Regions from separate parts of the Podarcis muralis genome. Here region 1 is linked to region 2. Evidence: chromatin contacts called from public Hi-C data. All regions are on one chromosome and are shown on one strand. Each heading gives the region's core, a stretch centred on a gene start, on an enhancer-like site or on the middle of the called end of the contact. The rest is flanking DNA. Distances are from core to core; before and after follow the strand shown.

The links. Hi-C and Micro-C count contacts between places; a contact is called where the count stands out from the background.
Region 1: a contact with region 2 is called in a Hi-C map of tail, with 7 times the contacts expected there. The contact joins the promoter of LOC114595856 here to the promoter of NME7 in region 2. A contact is called at or near these places in 2 of 3 Hi-C or Micro-C datasets (blood and tail).

Annotation. Positions count from the first base shown.
Region 1 is chr4:34,383,303-34,388,650 of rPodMur119.hap1.1, reverse strand. It overlaps LOC114595856 (lymphotactin-like), which reads left to right and starts at 2,718. Exons shown (of 3, transcript XM_028726618.2): 1 at 2,718-2,907; 2 at 3,805-3,922; 3 at 4,949-5,158. The coding sequence starts at 2,838. The coding sequence ends at 5,081.
Region 2 is chr4:34,111,089-34,116,252 of rPodMur119.hap1.1, reverse strand. NME7 (NME/NM23 family member 7) reads right to left here and starts at 1,684. Exons shown (of 12, transcript XM_028726613.2): 1 at 1,524-1,684. The coding sequence starts at 1,526. BLZF1 (basic leucine zipper nuclear factor 1) reads left to right here and starts at 2,488. Exons shown (of 8, transcript XM_077927169.1): 1 at 2,488-2,640; 2 at 4,173-4,249; 3 at 5,067-5,129. The coding sequence starts at 5,102.

The sequences.
Region 1 (5,348 bases), core at 1,469-3,968, 270 kb before region 2:
GCTCAGTGGTTTAGACCACAGCGCCACCTGCTCCCCTATTCAGCACTCTAAGGGAATGCATCTCCATGTAATTTCATGGCAGACTCTAGAGCTACACAGTCTAGATGTGAAATTACACTTGCTCCTAATTATATCCTTCATGTCATCAGGTGGAAAAGCAAGATGTCAACAAAGTGTCCATGAATTGCTGGAATTTGCTCATATTGTAAATATAAAACTACTTCTGGAAATTGCCCCAACAAATGTTTATAGATATTGTAGATTAGCCTGATGAAAACAGGCATCAACGATACCTAGAACAGGGTATGTGGATGTTTCATCTTATAATTATAAATCAGAAAAATTGTAATATTAAGGGTTCTTTTTAATTATATGGATTTTTAAAGAGATCTAATAAGAGTATCTGAAATTAAATGTACATTTTTTAAATATCAAAGCTCATCTTTCACTTTTTTTAACTCCTGTCACTCACAGCACATAAGGTTGGAATTTTGGTATGCTGGTGTACATATCTGTCAGGGTGCTGTCAGCGGCTCCCAGTTAGTTGCCCAGGAAAGTATAAAGACAAGGAAATGGCTCTTACAGTCCTTTTTTTATTTCAAACTTTACAGAGACAGTCTAGAGAACCCAGCTTCTGGGATAATGGCGTTGTCCCGAGTGAATCTCCACCCCCCTTCTCTCCCACTTCCTCATTCGTCGTCATCATCATCTCCTCTACGGGTGCCACTAAGTGCCCTCTGTCTTCGATCTCTTTACTCTCCTATTTTTAAGGCTCGCCGGGTTCTGGGAGATGGTGGGTCTGGAATGCTTTCTAGTGACAATGTGTCAGCCAGCTGCTGCTTCTCCTCTCCTCTCCTCTCCTCTCCTCTCCTCTCCTCTCCTCTCCTCTCCTCTCCTCTCCCCTCCCCTCCCCTCCCCCCCCACTTCTCCCCTTATCTGCCTCTGAGCTATGAACTCTCGCAAATCGCTGTTGTAAATCTGTACTGTCTTCCTCTTCCTATGCTCTGGAAGGGTTGGGATGGGGAGGCGGTCTCCACCACTCCTCCTCCTCTGCCCAGCCCCTGACAATATCTTCACCTTTCATTCATCTCATGGATGGAGAACCTGTGACCTTCCACATGTTGGACTACACTCCCATAATGGCCACTGGCTATGTTGGTAGGGCTGATGGGAGTTCAACAACATCTGGAGGGGGCTGCAAGTTGACCACTCTTGATCTAGGCCCTTGTTTGCCTCAGTGGTATTTTCTTCCAAAAGCATCCAATAAATACTGTTCTCTAGAGATTTTAGCGTTTGCATCCCAAGTAGGGATATCTTTCTTACTCGGAAGTTTAGCCCCTTTAATATGCACAGCTGCCCATGGAAACATTTTCCAAAAGCCATTAATTTCTGCATATATTTCGCACTGCTTTACCTCTTTCTTTCAGCCTGACCTACAAAACAAATTCAGTGCCGGTGATGACTGAACCGATGTTAAGGTACTTGAACATAATTACCGTCTTTTTTGCTCCATAAGACACACCTGACCATAAGACGCACCTAGTTTTTAGAGGAGGAAAAAAATAAATAATATATTCTGAACGAAACAGTGGATGTATGATTTTTGTGGTTCATGCTTCCCCAGAATGCTTTTAGAACCTTACAGGTCCACCACATATGATAGAAGGTGCCTTCCTTTTTCTTACATTTCCAGCAGATATTTGCACTTGTCTTATACATTTTTGCAAGCTTACTAGGAGTCAAATACCACCGGTACATCATTTTCATATCATTTTCTTTCAGCGTACAACATGCTGAAAATTTCACCACTGCCCAAGCCTCCCTTACCTGGATTGTGCAGAGGTGCCTGGCAGCAACAATGGCAGATTCTGGTGAGATCTTGTGAGATCTCACTGAGCTCTTGCAAGATCTTACAGAGCTCATGAGATCTTGTGAGATTTCAGGAAGATCTCACAAGATCTTGCTAGCCTAATACTGTTATTAAACCAACTAGATTTAGTAGGATTATGCATAGGGTTTCCATGTTGGGTTGCAGCTAGCACTGTCAGCAGGGTAAGGTCCTGGCACTTACATGACCTCCCACTACTGACATTGCTGGTGCTGGCAGGGTTGAGTAAGGTTGGCACAGTGAAAACACACCAGTGCAGTGATGCTTCGGAATATCAATTGCCCTCCCCCAGGATATGTCATTCCCTCTCCAACCTGATTTTCTTCTCCCCACCCCAGTAAGTTGGCCTTCCCTGGCTACTGAGCACACTCAGTCCACATTGGCCTGCTTTTGGTTTCCACAGTCCTGCCAATACTTTCCTTGTGCGTGAGACAGTGGTGCTGGTTTGGTCCCACGGCCAACAGTACTCACACCCGATCATTAGAAATGGAGCGAGTGATTATCTTTGAAGTCCTGTTATGGTTCTCCATTGGTACACACGAGCCTCTTCTCTGAGCTACACATTTTCTCCCTGATTTGTGTGGTGCCTTGTGGCTCTTCTGAGCAGCATCAAGATGAAACCATAGACACATTACTGGTTTCCACTGCAGAGAAAGAACTTTCTTTTGTTCCTAAAATAAAACTGACTTTTGAAGTGCTAAAGCAGTAACCACATTGTGGCAGGAAAAAGCTGTCGATGAGGGGCTAGCAGAGATGAAGGTTTTTTCCCCCCTTCACCTGACTAGAAAAAAACCAAACCTGAAGTGTGTTCTCAGATTTTCCGCCTCTCATCCTCCCCATTACGCCTCTTGCTCAGGAAGGGTCCAGGAAGGGTCCAGCGAGCTATAAAAATCTGCTGAGGGGAACCCTTAGTTACTTGTAGTCCCACCACCTCAGGAAAGGATCAACCATGAAAGTCTACACAGCAGCCATTCTGACCATCGCTTTTTTCGAGCTCTTCAGTGTATATATTATTACAGGTATGTTTAAAATATTATTAATAGTAGTCGTATGTTTTTTTCATATCCTGGGAAGCGTAGTTTGTTAAGGGTGCTAAGAATTGTTTGAATAACCTTATTTCCCTCTCTGAGCTAAAATTCACAGAGCAGTTTAGCAATCCATCTCCACACTGGAAATTCTGAGAACTGTAGTTCTCAGATGATAAATGTTGTTGTTGTTTAGTCATTTAGTCGTGTCCGAGTCTTCGTGACCCCATGGACCAGAGCATGCCAGGCACTCCTATCTTCCACTGCCTCCCGCAGTTTGGTCAAACTCATGCTGGTAGCCTCGAGAACACTGTCTAACCATCTCGTCCTCTGTCGTCCCCTTCTCCTTGTGCCCTCCATCTTTCCCAACATCAGGGTCTTTTCCAGGGAGTCTTCTCTTCTCATGATTTGGCCAAATAGGGGACTCCTAATGATAATTTCCATATGGATGCTGAAATCTTTTTCTGTGCACCTATGTTCCTACCTGGATTGATAAAAGCCGAGAAATGTTTTCCTTGCAGTAGAAGTGCAGTTTTCAGGGTGGGGGAGAGAGAGATTTCAATCACCACCCTAAATGAGTAACAGTTGTGCCTTATTGTATTGTAAATCCAATAGCTAGAAGACCAACCGGAATCAGAATCACTTGCAGACATGCAGGAACAAAAGCCCTATAAGGAACCCCTTTATTTTTTGTATTTTAAAGTTGTTTTACACTTTTAAATAGCGTGTTTTTATATTAACGGAGGTTTTTTAAATTGTTGTACCTGCCCTGAGACATTAGGGTGAGGGGAAGGAAATAAGTTCTAATTCTAATAATGATGATGATGATGATGATGATGATGTTCTTGATTATTTGATGCCAGTTAAACTTATATTTTATCTCTTTTTAAGGAACGCTTGGATCTCAGACTATGGCACTCGACTCCTGTATAACCTTGGACACAAATGAAATGAACATCCGAAGATTTGCTAGTTATACAACCCAAACCAGACCAGTAAAAGCTGTGATGTAAGTATCTTGCCTAATCTTCAACTGTAAAGTAGCCTACAAGTCTGAAGAAAGAGACATGCTTGCGTGACTTTCCAAAGAAACACAGATTCCAGTTAGAAGTAGTAGTATTACCAGTGTATACTATGCAATGTTCATTCCATGTTCTATCTGATAACTGTCTGGGTGGGTGACCAAATATGTGATTAATATAGGAGACTATTGCATCATGGCTATGCTCTGCCTCCCTATCAGAGGCAGCATGCTCTTGCCCTCGGGTCCCAATTGCATGCTTCCCATGGCATCTGCTGGGCCACTGCGAGAACGGGATGCTGGACTAATAATAATAATAATAATAATAATAATAATAATAATAATAATAATTTTTATTTATACCCCACCCTCCCCAGCCAGAGCCGGGCTCAGGGTAGCTAACACCAGTAAAATTACAATAAAAACACAATAGGAAAAATAATTTAAAATACTAATTTAAAATAACACCCTCCCATCAGATGTCAAAGCAATAAACAACTACCTGACATTCAGAAGACATCTTAAGGCAGCCCTGTTCAGGGAAGTTTTTAATGTGTGACATTTTAGTGTATTTTTGGTCTCTGTGGAAGCTGCCCAGAGTGGCTGGGGAAACCCAGCCAGATGGGCGGGGTACAAATAATAAATTATTATTATTATTATTATTATTATTATTATTATTATTATTAGATGGGCCATTGGCCTGATCCAGCAGGCTCTTCTTGTGTTCTTGTTTTAAGTGGAGGCATCTAATAGTGTCCAGCATTCATCATTCAAACTTCCAACCTATTATTGACATCAATCCAACCAGAAGCCAATAAAATTTTAGCTGCAATCCTTTGCAAGTCTACTCAGAAATAAGTCTCATTGAGTCCCATTGTGCTGGATTCCACTTGCTCCTAGTGGACACAGAACAGCTGCCCAAAGCACTGTGTTTTATATTTCACATAGAAATACAATCCACAAGAATTCTTCAACAAAATTAAACTTAGTGATTTGCTTTCTATTCTCTTGCAGCTTAATCACCAGAAGAGGTGTCAAGGTCTGTGTGCCACATGATCTTCCATGGGTGACAAAAACCATGAACTACTTGGACCGAAAAAAGGCAATGCAACAAAGAAGAACAACATCTAGGAACATGACCAGCTAAGCTGCAGCACATCAAATCATCAATAGCTGCTCATAACTTTGGCTAATTCCTGACTGGAAATAAAGTTACTGAACTGATGTAGTTTCACTGGAATCTATTCATCCATCAAAGCAATGCTGATGCAATCACAGCATTTTAATGCTGCCTTTAGTCTTAATTATTTTAGGATAACCTTTTTTATTTATTGGAAGAAGGCAGCTATTTCAATATTTCCAATTGTAGCTGTTTTCAGTGTTTGGGGAGTACTTATTCAGAGTTTCCCTTTTC
Region 2 (5,164 bases), core at 435-2,934:
GTAATCTTACTATACTTATTGCACTGAATTTTTTTTTATGTTGTTACACTTGCTATTATGTTGTTGTTTTATTATGCTACTATGGCATTGTTCTTGTGATTGTTGATTTTGAGAAATGTTACTGTTTCCTTTGTTGTAAACTGCTTTGAGCATGATTTTTTGTGTAGAAGAAGCAGCATATAAATAAATTATGACCGAATAAAAGGGAATTGCTGTATCCACTGATCAGCAGTTACAGCAAGCCCCTTTGATGTCCATAGGCTGGCATAGTTTAGATCTAATCATCTGTTGCTGGGGCTTCTCTCTTGAAGTTTGTCCTCTTCAGTGTTGAAGCACACATATCCCTTAAGTCTTTTCCCTTTGTCTTTGTTTTATTACATTCGTAATATTATAGTATCCTTGTATCTTTATATACAAAAACAGGCAGAGCACAGTAGAAGCAAATCTGCATTCATTCAGTAAATCCCCAAAGACTAATATATACACGGGCTGCTCTCTACTTTGGCCTCCTCTTGCTCAAACTGTTGGCTGTCACATTTCTTCCAAACTGATAATTCTCTCTCTCCAGATTTTGGAAGAAGGTAACCTATCAGGAGAGCCAGTATGGTGTAATGCAAAGATGAAGAACTTGTGGCCATTCAGACATTGCTGGGCTACACAATCCCCATAACCCATGACCACACAGGCTGGGACTAACGAGAGTTGGGAGTCCAACACCACATGGAGGACCACAAAATCCTCCCCCCCCCCCCCCATGGTACAGTGGTTAAACTGTTAGGCTAGGAACAAGAAGGGCCAAGCTCTAAACACTTGAAGTTCTGAATACTTGAAGGAGCGTCTCCACCTCCATCGTTCTGCCCGGACACTGAGGTCCAGCGCCGAGGGCCTTCTGGCGATTTCCTCACTACAAGAAGCCAAGTTACAGGGAACCAGGCAGAGGGCCTTCTCGGTGGTGGCACCCGCCCTGTGGAACGCCCTCCCATCAGATGTCAAAGAGAAAAATAACTACCAAACTTTTAGAAGGCAGCCCTGTTTAGGGAAGCTTTTAATGTTTATTGTATTTTAGTGTTCTGTTGGAAGCTGCCAGATTCTGGAAACCCAGCCAGATGGGAGGGGTATTATTAAATTATTATTATTATTATTATTACACCACCACTCAGCCATGGGCTTTCCTGGGTGGCGTTGGGCCTGTCACTCATCCCCAGCCTAGCCTACCTCACAGGGTTGCTGTGAGGATAAAATGAGGGAGAAGAATAACAGCGGCCACTGCCTTGAGCTTCTCAGAAGAAAGGCAGGATGTAAATAAATGTAATCAGTGACGTCACAACACATCCCCCCCCCAAAAAAAATCACCCCCACTGAGGAGCTATTAAGCACCATTTCTTCGCTAACATACCATCCCTCAATGGGAGTCACTGCAGAAGCATTATATACACACACACACACACACACACACACACACACACACACACACACGGCGACTAGCTAATGCATCATTCCAACCCCCCCACCCCGGAACTCACCATGGTACCGTCCTCGCCTGCCCTTCACGCTCCTCTGCCTCAGCCCAAGCAGCACCAGCTCCCTCCAACAACAAAACGGTCCAGCTCTGCCCGCTCGCCAACCAAAACCGCTTCTTAGCAACCGAAGCCACGCCTCTTTCCCGGCGCGCGCATAGGACGCGGGGGTGAAAATAAACTTCCGTTGAAAGGGGGAAACCGCCATCGGCGGTGACTCACGATTGGCTCAGAGTAAGCGCCGCTCTAGGCCTCGACGGTAGATAGAGCCAGGCTATTACTCCCCACTGAAATACGGAGCGCAACATAAGCGGACGTCATCGCTGTGAAGTTGCACCGAAGCGTAGAGATAGGAAATTGCAGAGTAAACAAATGCGCACTTCTCTCGCGGTCATGCCTCATAAATTCTTTTTGAAGCTCCCGCTCCCGCTTCACCTTCCTATACCAAGTGACAGCTGCCCATGAGGGGAGGGGGGTAGAGAAATGTGGAATAGAATCATATAGCTGGAAGGGGGGTCCTTAGGGTCATCTAGTCCAACCCTCTGCAATGCAGGCATCTCAACATGCGGTGCCCCATCTAATTTGAAACCGTACTGGACACTGCTTAGCTTTGCAAATGGGATTGAAGTTTATTGTTGCCTTTCTGCCAAGGAAATAAGTCTTGAGTTAGAAAAGAGAACAAACTCTTTGCTAATACATTTATATTATATTATATTATATTATATTATATTATATTATATTATATTATATTATATTATATTATATTATATTATATTATTATATTATATTATATTATATTATATTATATTATATTATATTATATTATACTATACTATACTATACTATATTATAGGCAGGGGAGAGGGATGTCACTCAAATCAACGGTACACTAAAACCCGGGGCTTCCCAACTGGTTTTGTTAGGGGGGCTCTCGCGTCGTGGGAAGGTCGTGGAGTTCGAAAGCAATCCGGAAGTTAACCTCTGTGCGCCAGTCTATTAGATATGCCTCTATATGCGGAAGTCAATAGAGCGGAAGTTGATTAGAGAAGGCGGACGAGTGAGAGATGGCGAGGGAGTGAGAGGGGCGACAAGGGAAACTACTCGCAAGTAATCCGGGCCGCTGGTAAGTCGAGGGAGTGTTGTGCGGTGCGGGGGCGGCCTGGGCGGCTGCGGGTGGGAGGAAACTATGACATTTCACGCGTTGTTAAATTCCCTCGTAGCGAAGCAACCTGCTGCTCATAGCTGTCAACTTTCAGATTTGAAAATAAGGGATCAACAGCCTAGAAAATAAGGGATCAGTAGCCTCACCTGTCCCGGGGACAGTCTACGGGATAACTAACAATCCGGGATAGCAGCTGGAAAGGTTGACAGCTATGCTGCTGCTGCATTTCCCAAACTGCCCATCCTGGGAAGTAGATCTCATCGAAAGTGTACTGCGGGGTAGCCAGAATCGTTTTTTTCTCATTCGGGCGTAGTACTGTGCCACAGTGTATATTGCATAGCAGATGTTGGCAGAAGGTGGATCGGGATCTACCGGGAGGCTTCTGGGTGGGCTTGTTTTTTGTTGGTTTTTTGTTTCATAAAATTTATACACCTCTTGGCTGTAAACAAGGGGGGGGGATCAAAGCGGTTTGCAAAAGATGAAATCAAGGGGGGGAATACCCTACTTTAAAAACATGCAAAAGTTAAAATACTCAAACAGATTAAAATTACCTCAGCTTTCCAAACATCTGGGTAGGCTTGTCTAAACAGGAATGTTTTTAGCAGGCGTGGAAAAGATGGGTGAGGATTTCTGACTCCCAACTGTTTTAAGAATGACAACCAAATGCCAAATTATGGTGCTGAAGTGGGGACTGGGAGAGACTTGGGAGCAGAGATCAGTGTGTGAGGATTGTGAGCTCACTTCAGTTCTAGTGCTCAAAACAAATTCACAGGGTCAGAATTTTTAATTTTGAAACGCATGTCGTTTTCACTTGGCTCAAGCTGGTGGAGGGTTTTTAGTAAAAGTGGATCCTGCAGGACTGACATCTGTCCTACCCAGTAAATTCAAATGGGACTAATTCACAGGTAAATGTGCATAGGAGTGTAGGCTTCCAGTGAGATGAGGCTGAAGGGATTTAAGATACAAAGTGAAAATCTGACACACTTGCTGAATTTGTGGTAGCACACAGCCTGTGGAAGAAGCATCATCCTATTGCTTCTTTGCAGGTAAAGAATTTTATCTCTAGTATAGGACACTACAACTTAGTTTCTGAGTTTCCAGTGCACAATTTCTGCCTCTTTGGGTTTGTCAGTTATTAACAATGCCAAAACTGTAAGACTCTAGACAACAGCTTCAAGGGCCAGTTTCTGATGGGTGAAAAGACCTGTCATGAGGCAGGATGGGGAAAAGAAGTAACTTGGCTAGCCTGATTCTGAACATGTTTGTTCAAATTAAACCCCCTCAGTTCTGTGGAAGTTGCTGCCTAAGTATGATTAGCGTTGCAGCCTTAGTCAACTTCCTGTTTCAAAATAATAGTCTCACTGTGTCTTAAGTTTTTGTGTCTCACCAATCTATGGTGTTGGGCCAATCCAGAGCTGGTGCAGTGTTTGAAAGTAACCTCTTCGTCTCTCTTTACATTTTGCCCAACTGTATGGGTAATTTACCTTTTGCAGCTATGCAGGCCCTGGCTGAAACCCTGGAGATCCACAGCCAGTCATGGACAATATTGAGCTGCATGCTGAGCACAGAGGTGGCGTTGATTCTATTCCTTCCCTGCTCCCAAACTTTTTTTAAGAAAACTTTGCTTACAGGGTGGTTCTCCTTCTGAGGTTGACCTAAATATGCATCTATATGTATAAATTAACATATTAACTTGTATGCATCCTGTATCCTTTTAAATGTGTTTTTCTTGTTTTTATTATGTGTTTTGTGTTTTTATCTTTTTTATACTGTAAATCACCCTGATATCTATGGATGAAACACATTATTTTTTAAAAAAATAAAATAAAATTGTGTCACAAGCCTGGTCCCCAAACCTTTGAAGAACCTAGCACCACCCCTGACTATAAGGACCAATAATCTAATTTGGTAGAAGGCAGTGGTTTCTAAGCTTCCCACACACAGGCCACTTGAAAATTGTTGAATGTCTTGGTAGTCCAGTTAATTGTTTTTCTGCTCTTTACAGCAACTGCAATGCACTGTGCTAGATAATTGCATTATTGTTGCTTTTTCATGTTTCTAATGCCCCCCGCTCATCACTTCTGGTCTGTCTCACTCACCAAGCAAACTGTTAGGTACTTAGAATAACAGCAGTCACTGTGCTGTTCACAGCCACAGAGGTTGTGGCCAAGCAATTCGTAAGGATCCTGAATTAACACAGCTAGGACGTATATTTGCACCCTCATCGGTTACGTGTGTGGGAAGATTCTAAACAGTGCTTGCCTTTTTGGATTGGACCAATATGGCTTGATAAAAGATGCACTACTGGTTTGGCATATTTCTCAGAAGAATTAGCAGCTAAAATATGCAACTGAGATTTTATGCATTTTTCTTTTTCCTCCGCTTAGTGTTTACCTGCTGTGTGTGAAGCTCCATCAACAAGATGACAACACTACAGAATACAGTAAACAGTAAGTGTTCATCCTTTTTAAAAACAAATGTTATG